Regions from separate parts of the Rattus norvegicus genome. Here region 2 is linked to region 1. A link is a contact called in public Hi-C data. All regions are on one chromosome and are shown on one strand. The core of a region is the stretch at or near the end of the contact, and the rest is flanking DNA. Distances in the headings are between cores, read along the strand shown.

The links. Hi-C and Micro-C count contacts between places; a contact is called where the count stands out from the background.
Region 2: a Hi-C map of the A7r5 cell line shows a contact between it and region 1, with 6 times the contacts expected there. The contact joins the enhancer-like site here to the promoter of Tmpo in region 1. A contact is called at or near these places in 11 of 12 Hi-C or Micro-C datasets (the A7r5 cell line, the Rat2 cell line, Schwann cells and 7 more).

What each region holds. Positions count from the first base shown.
Region 1 is chr7:27,552,771-27,556,550 of GRCr8, reverse strand. It overlaps Tmpo (thymopoietin), which reads left to right and starts at 1,616. Exons shown (of 4, transcript NM_001395714.1): 1 at 1,616-2,134. The coding sequence starts at 1,859. It also overlaps the pseudogene LOC103692820.
Region 2 is chr7:27,656,611-27,660,390 of GRCr8, reverse strand. No RefSeq gene overlaps it. Among named protein-coding and RNA genes, the nearest start is that of Trnad-guc1, 92 kb to the right of the region's middle. Within about 2 kb of position 1,625, at least 12 of the 93 cell types and tissues checked have an H3K27ac peak or open chromatin away from gene starts, as enhancers often do. A contact at or near this core is called in the A7r5 cell line and Schwann cells, where this site is marked.

The DNA of each region.
Region 1 (3,780 bases), core at 367-2,866:
AGGACCTCCAATGCTGAGATTTTAAAGGGGGGAACTAACAATAAAGTTCCCTCTAGGAAAATAACCTACCATTAAAATAATGTTCTGCCAGGCCGTGGTGGCACACACCTTTGACCTCTGTTGCACTCAGGAGGAGGCTGACAGATCTGAGTTCGAGGCCAGTCTGGTCTATATACTGAGCTCTAGAACAGCCAGGACTACATAGAGACCCTTCTTGAAAATACAAAATAAAGCGTATCTTTAAATTTAAAGGTCCATTTTTAAGAACTTAAGGTTATGCTTTTCAATTCCTTTCAATATAACCATAAATAGGTAAACATTGTTCAAGTATTTTTCCATTGATATTTTTTATTTTGTTCATGTTTAAAATTTAAGACTTTTTATAGAAGATACTCTCGAGCTTAGACACTGAGGAAATGATTAAGATACTGTGAATCTGAGGTCAGCTACTTCCTCTCCGGAGAAGTATTCTGAAACATTTCCTGTGTGGGTATACATTTACATTGTCCCAAAACATATGTACAGTGGAGACATTATACATTTTCATTGGCATTTACTAACTACACGTCTTATTGCAACTTTTTACATGTATAGTGAACTCTGATCATGTTTGCCCATATATGCAATTTGTTACTGGGAAACATTTGTGGTCAGTATTGTGTTCTAGGAAACAGAACTGTGGTATATTTGAGATTGCGTCAGGTCAACAGCATGAGTTTTACAGGACTCCTGGCTTCCTCTAAAATTAAAAATCTAGTATGAACGACTACATGCAAAGAAAGTTGACTATTGAGGAGTTTCTAAATGTTGCGTTTCGTCTTGTTTCATTACCAAACATTAGGTTTGATGAAGTTAGGGATGTTTGGGGGTGGGGTGGGGTGCGGGTCTTAACCTAGACGACTTAACAAAAATACAAAGAAGGGATTTGTTTTAAGCCTCAAGGAACTATTGAAACCAAAGCGTTTGGTAAAAGGGTAAGAAGCGAATGGGAGACTTAAAAAATGCAATTTTGTAACAAATTGAAGCAGTATGGAAACCTTCGGCTGTGGAAGTCTGGCTTTCCCTAGATTCCAGACAAAAGAAGCGTTTGCAAACCCAGGAGATTTGACTTCCTACGCTCCCTGATCCATAGTCTGCCTGGTTTCCCCGCTTCCCCTTCGGGACCAGAATTCGATGGAAAGCCAGGCTGCCGCCATTCTTGGGGGGCTCGGTGTCCCGAGAGGGAGCCAGGCCCCGGCAAAGGGTCCTCAAAAGCTGGCGCAGAACTCCGCCGATCAGAAGGCGACCGAGGCCGGTGCGAGGCTTCTCCGGTGCAGGGAGCAGGAGAGGAAACAGCGCGCCAAACCAGTACCGCCCATGCCTTATCTGCGTCCGAGGGGAAGGGTGGAGAGCCGAGGAAACAGCGGCCCCCACGCCCCAGCTCCCGCCCGAGCGCCTTTTAAACTGCGTTTCTGCACCTCTCGCCCTGCGCCGCGGCGGCTGGAACCCGCGCGAGCCGCCCAGCCAATCCGCGCCGCGCTTCCTCCGGGCGCCCGCCAATGGCGGCGCGTGTTCTTGGGGCGTGCACGAGACAGGCTCCCCCTCCCCACCCCACGCACTAGCTTGTGTGTGGGCTAGGCTCGCTGCGGGCTCCAGGCTTGGCCGCACTTGCTCACCAGTGGTGCGCCCGGGGCTTTTGTGGCTTAGCCGGCCTGGGCTTTGTGTCCGAGTTCTGCTCCGTGCCTGCGGCGCTTCTCCCGGTCAGGGATTCCCGAGGCGGCGTGCGCAGCCCCCGGGACCAGCGAGCGATCGAGCGAGCGCGCCGGCTTGAGCGGTGGCGACTGCGAGGGGCCGAGGAGGAGAGAAGGAGGGGGACGAGATGCCGGAGTTCCTAGAGGACCCTTCGGTCCTGACCAAAGACAAGTTGAAGAGCGAGTTGGTCGCCAACAACGTGACGCTCCCGGCCGGCGAGCAGCGCAAGGACGTGTACGTGCAGCTCTACCTGCAGCACCTCACGGCGCGCAACCGGCCGCCGCTCGCCGCGGGAGCCAACAGCAAAGGGCCGCCCGACTTCTCGAGCGACGAGGAGCGCGAGCCCACCCCAGTGCTTGGCTCCGGGGCCTCCGTGGGTCGCGGCCGCGGCGCCGTCGGCAGGGTAAGGCGAGTCCCCGGTCGGGGCCACGGAGACGGGCGTTTGACGGCCGCGGCGCGTGCTCGGCAGCGGGGCTGGCCCCGCGCGGGGGGACCCTGTGCCCGCGGCGCCCCAGTCGTGAGGCCCGGCGGGGAGGGCGCGGAGTGGGGAGTCCTCGGTGCGAGCCGCCGCGGCTTTGCAACTTTGCTGCTTGGCCCGATGCACCGCCGGGCTCCGGATCCGTGTGCACGGTCCGGAGTGGGTGTAGACGCGGCCTTCGGAGCCGTTTTCTAAAGCCCTACAGGCTTGGCCCCAGCACGCGAGGTGAAGTTCTAGCGTTTTCCCGCTTTAGCACTGAAGTGACTCGCAACAGTGTCAGAGCGCTCCCTGGAGGGCAGTTTGCGACATAGTCATCTCTGGCCTTTTTTTTTTTTTTTTTTTTTTTAAATAAAGGCATTCCCGCCTTTTTATGTCTTTACAGATGGAGGGCTTTTTGAACCGTTTGTTTCCTCGTTCGCCTTGCTCTTCCAGTCAGTAGGCCCCGCCGTAAGTGGGCTGGGCTAGCTGTACTGTAAATGGACCGCCTTAGGCTGCATTTGGAAAAGTTACTTCATACTGGAGTTAGACGTACTGGAGAATCCCAGCTAGTAAGAGTTTATCATTTTGCCGGAGGAAGTAAAGCAAAAAAAAAAAGTTTACGACGCACTGATGTATCAATATTACAATTTGATGCCTCAGATCAGTAAAGTGTAAGACAGGTTCCCGCCAGTGTATACCATTTTGCTTTTTTTTTGTTGTTGCTGGGTTTTTTTTTGGGAGGGAGGGGGGCTACGTTTTAAATAGTACTTTGTAGGTTTATTTTGAGTTAATAGAATTCAAGTCATTAAAAGTTAAGACTATTGACTTGGTGTAACTTAAACTCTTTTGAGAGACACGTGAATGTTTTGATTGGTGTCCCTATTTACTGATCGCGGCTTGCCTCGTTTTGGTGCTGGGAATTGAACTCAAAGCCTCTTTGCTTAGCATGCGGGGGGGGGGGGCGACCACACCTCAAGCTGTTTGCTTCGAAAGTTTTACAGTGTTGTTTAACGTTAATTTTGTTTTAAATATGTTCTTTTTCCTGATTGCTCGAACAAGAATGAAAGCTGTGTCAAACGCATGTGTGGATTTAGTTGAGAAAACTTTGGCCCTGAGCTTTCATTTCTCAAGTGTCTTAAGATTGGCACAAGTCAGTGTCTAGTAAGCACTAGTTCGAGCACTAGTTCCAGCTCTATTCCCAGCTGGAGTCCATGGCCATCCTCATCCTAAAACCAAGTAAAGATTGATCCGCCTATTATCTTTGGGGTCTCCTATTTGTGGATTTTGGGGGACAAACATGTTACATATTTGTATATGTGTGTGTTAGGATTTTTATTTTGTGTGTGTGTGTGTTTTAAGATTTTTATTTTTTTATGTTCACTGGTGTTTCTCCTGCATGTGTCTCAGGGTGCCAGATCCCCTGGAACTGGAGTTTCAGGCAGTTGTGAGCATCCATGTGGTTGCTGGGAATTGAACCCAGGTCCTCCGGAAGAGTAGTCAGTGTTCTTAACCTCTCAGCCATGTCTGGAGCCCCTTGTCACTGTATTTTTAATCATACAAAATAATGGGTTTCACCCTAACTTTTTAACTTA
Region 2 (3,780 bases), core at 376-2,875, 100 kb before region 1:
TCCCGCACAGGATTTCAGTGTCCCATGCTAAAGCAAGAGCAGGCTTTCCAACCCATAGTATACCGGCTGGTTTCGTGTGTCAGTGTGACACAGCTGGAGTTACCACAGAGAAAGGAGCCTCCATTGAGGAAATGCCTCCATGAGACCCAGATGTAAGGCATTTTCTCAATTAGTGATCAAAAGTGGAAGAACCCAGCCCATTGTGGGTGGTGCCATCCCTGGGCAGGTGATCCTGGGTTCTATAAGAAAGCAAGCTGAGCAAGCCAGGGAAGGCGAGTCAGTAAGAAACATCCCTCCATGGCCTCTGCATCAGCTCCTACTTCCTGCCCTGTGTGAGTTCCAGTCGTGACTTCCTTTGGTGATGAACAGCAATGTGCAAGTGTAAGCTGAATAAACCTTTTCCTCCCCAACTTGCTTCTTGGTCCTGGTGTTCTGTGCAGGAATAGAAACCCTAAGACAGGATTATTAAAAAAAAAAAAGTATGACACTATTCACTGAAACCAAAGCACCAATCTTTTAAAAGAATTTTTTTATTTAGTTTTTTTATACAAATTATTTGATCATGTTTTCTTTCCTATCTTTTTTCAACTTTATGTTGATTCTTGGTGAATTTTACATCACTTGCCTCAATCCCACTTATCTCTCTGTCCGTTCATACCCGCCCTCTGCCCCTGCAAGAACCATTGTGGGCTTTGTTTCATTGCTCTGGCATGTGGTAATTAGCCCTGCAGAACTCCCTGCTCCCGTCAGTCCATCCGATGCCATGCACGTCCAAAATCTCCACATCAGGAAAGAGAAAGGGAGTAAACTCTTCCCTTGGAAAATCCCATCTGGGTTAACTCATGAATAATGCTCCCTTCTGCTAAATATGCCCAGAAGAGAAGCTACAGTCACTCAGAAGCCCAGCCGTGCAGCTTACTCTCAAGAAAACCACACCGGCCCCTTGCCACCCTCCATTCCTTAATAACCACAACTCCTTCAAATAAAAGAAAGAAAATCCTGTGAACTCAGAATATAACTCCCAAGAAATACATACCCACCTCTTCGCCCTCTTCCTTCCCACAAATCTTCCCTTACACACACACACACACACACACACACACACACACGCACACACGCACACATGCACAAACACATGCACTAGCAGCGGATCAGAAAGGCAGATTGAGCCCTGCTAGCGGCCAGTCACACAATAAACCTTCCTGTGCCGGGGTCCGGGACAGGGAGTGGGGTAGGAGAGTTCAAGTTCAGTAGCATTGGCTTCTGTGTGAGTCTGGTAGCATAGCCCTTACTGAATACCACGGGTTTCTTCTTATTTAAAATGAGTTGGTATTTCTACTATGTTCCAGCCTAGCCTAGGCTACAGTGTGCTACCTTGTAGCCACACTGTGTGTATGCTAGGGTCCATGCGGCTAACAAATTACTTTTAAAAAAAAAAGTTTTGTTTTGTTTTGTTTTTTTTTCATTTAAAGGAAATTGAAAGAGAAAAAGGGAAACTGAGACATATTACGCATCTGTCCACAAGCTACCAGACGAGACTCAGAGAAGTCTTGCCTGGTGCAAGACACCAAGGCGAGCAAGAAAATCAAGCCAAGCCTAGGAGGCTGTCTCAGCCAATGGATCCCATTCCTCACATACCAGGGGTCCCAGATGAGGCCTCTGGACCAGATGATGCTATTGAACTATGCAGCTGCCGTTTGCAATTTCCTTTTCTGTCTCCAGGGTCCGAGGTTTCATTTCACTTTAAATCCAGCAGGCTCTTGCCAAACCAATGAGACGACCCCATCTGAGACAAGACCACTGAAATCAGAGCCAGCCCCCTTCAACTTAAGCCCTGGCAGCTGGGTTCCAATGCAGCAGGAGAATTATTAAATTCCCTTAACTCCCCATGCCCCACCCCCTGGCCTCCGGCAAAGAAAGAATGTCCCAGTAGACTCGCACTTGACATCCTTTGGAATCCCTTAGGTATGAGAACCTAAGCAGAAATTACATATAGGGTTTTGCATTTAATTCAGACACCCAAAATAAATATGTCCTGCCTGGAGTTCCTCAGTGAACAAAGCATGCATAGTATGCACACGGAGGGCGAGGTGCTGGAAAGATGCCCAAGAATGTGAAATCAACAGCCTTGAGCCTACTAGCTAAAAGGGTGTGAACACGGAAACCCTTCCAGAATAATCAAACCAGATAGGACTTAGGGCCAGACAGGTTTAAATGCCAGTCCCTATGCTTGGGTGGGGAACGGGGGTTTAGCATGCTGCCTCTCTCTCTCTCTCTCTCTCTCTCTCTCTCTCTCTCTCTCTCTCTCTCACCAACAGTGACACCCAGCCCTTCTCTTAGGGTGGTCCTAAGCACAAGGGATTTATAAGTGCTCTAGAGCCTGGAAATCAACCACCCAAGCATCTACTGTTAATGTTGCAGGGCAAGCTTCCAAAGTTAGTGTCATGTTTTTCAGACAGGTTTGCTATGCATTCTGATTCTCTTTGGTCTTTGTTTTGCTTCCTGGTCCTTTGGTCTCTCCTTCACATGCTCGAAGTCATCAAAGAACAGGCCTGTGTTTGTTTCATAATTCACACGGTGTTCAAGCAATATTCCAACACAAAAAAGCAGCCCCGGGAAGTACAAGATCCCAAAAAGGAAGAGAAAAACACTCAGCACACACACACACACACACACACACACACACACACACACACACACACATCACTTTGCTTTATTTTGTTTTTCTAGTCTAAAAGGAAATTTGGTGTTTTAAGATAGAGGAAGGGAAATAAAAAAATTTAGTTCAAAATTTAGAAGAAGGCAGTTCTCAAAAGATGGCTTATAATTGACCAAAAAAAAAAAAATTCAATATCCTTAGCTATCAGGAAATGCCATTGAAATTCCATCTCACTCCAGTCAGAATGTGAATATCTAGCATTGAAGAATGTAACAGGCTTTACTGAGGATGGGGGTGAGACCCTTAGACCCTGCTGATGAGAACATAAAGTTCACCATGGAAATCAACAGCTGGCCATTCCTCAGAAAACTAAGAATAGAATCACCATATGGCCCAGCTGAATGCTTCTAAGACCATACTAGACAGAGATACCTACACATATGTGTTTCTTGCAGCCCTATTCACGATAGCTAAGTTCTGGAATCATCCTAGATGACTACTAACAGACTAGACACAGCAGCAGTAAAGTCTCAGGACGGGAAAACTGTCCCCTTCTGGTCAAAAGGATGAAATCTGTGGCCTGGGCAAAGACCTAACATCCTAGTTGGGCAGGAGTAATTTTCCTAAGGGACCATCCTTCAGGAAGGTGCGACACTCCTTAGAAAGTCCAGGTCCCCTGAAGTCACACTAGAGATAGGTTGAATAACCAGACATTTAATGAAATAGTGTACTTTTTCTTCCCTGAACTATCCCTGAATACATGCGGATCCTACAAATGGCCATGACATCCCTTGGGTGAGCTCACCTTTCTGAATCCTAAGTTTTCTTTTCACTTTTTCCTTTATCATGAGAAGGCAAGGGTGACTCCATGACAGGTTTCAAATTGGCAGTTCAAGAGATGAGGCCTAAATCTCTGTTTGTAAGAACTGGGCAAGTCCAGGAAAGTCCTGCCCTCAGAAGCTGCCCCACTACCTGGCCTGAGGCAAGGACAATGAGTCAGCAGCAGTTTCCAGGTTTTTTCTCAGCTACTTCCTCAGCAACAATTCCCAAACTTCTCTAGCAACAGTTTCCATCCCCCACACCCCAGTAATGGAATGTCCCTAGAAATGGAGTAAGATATA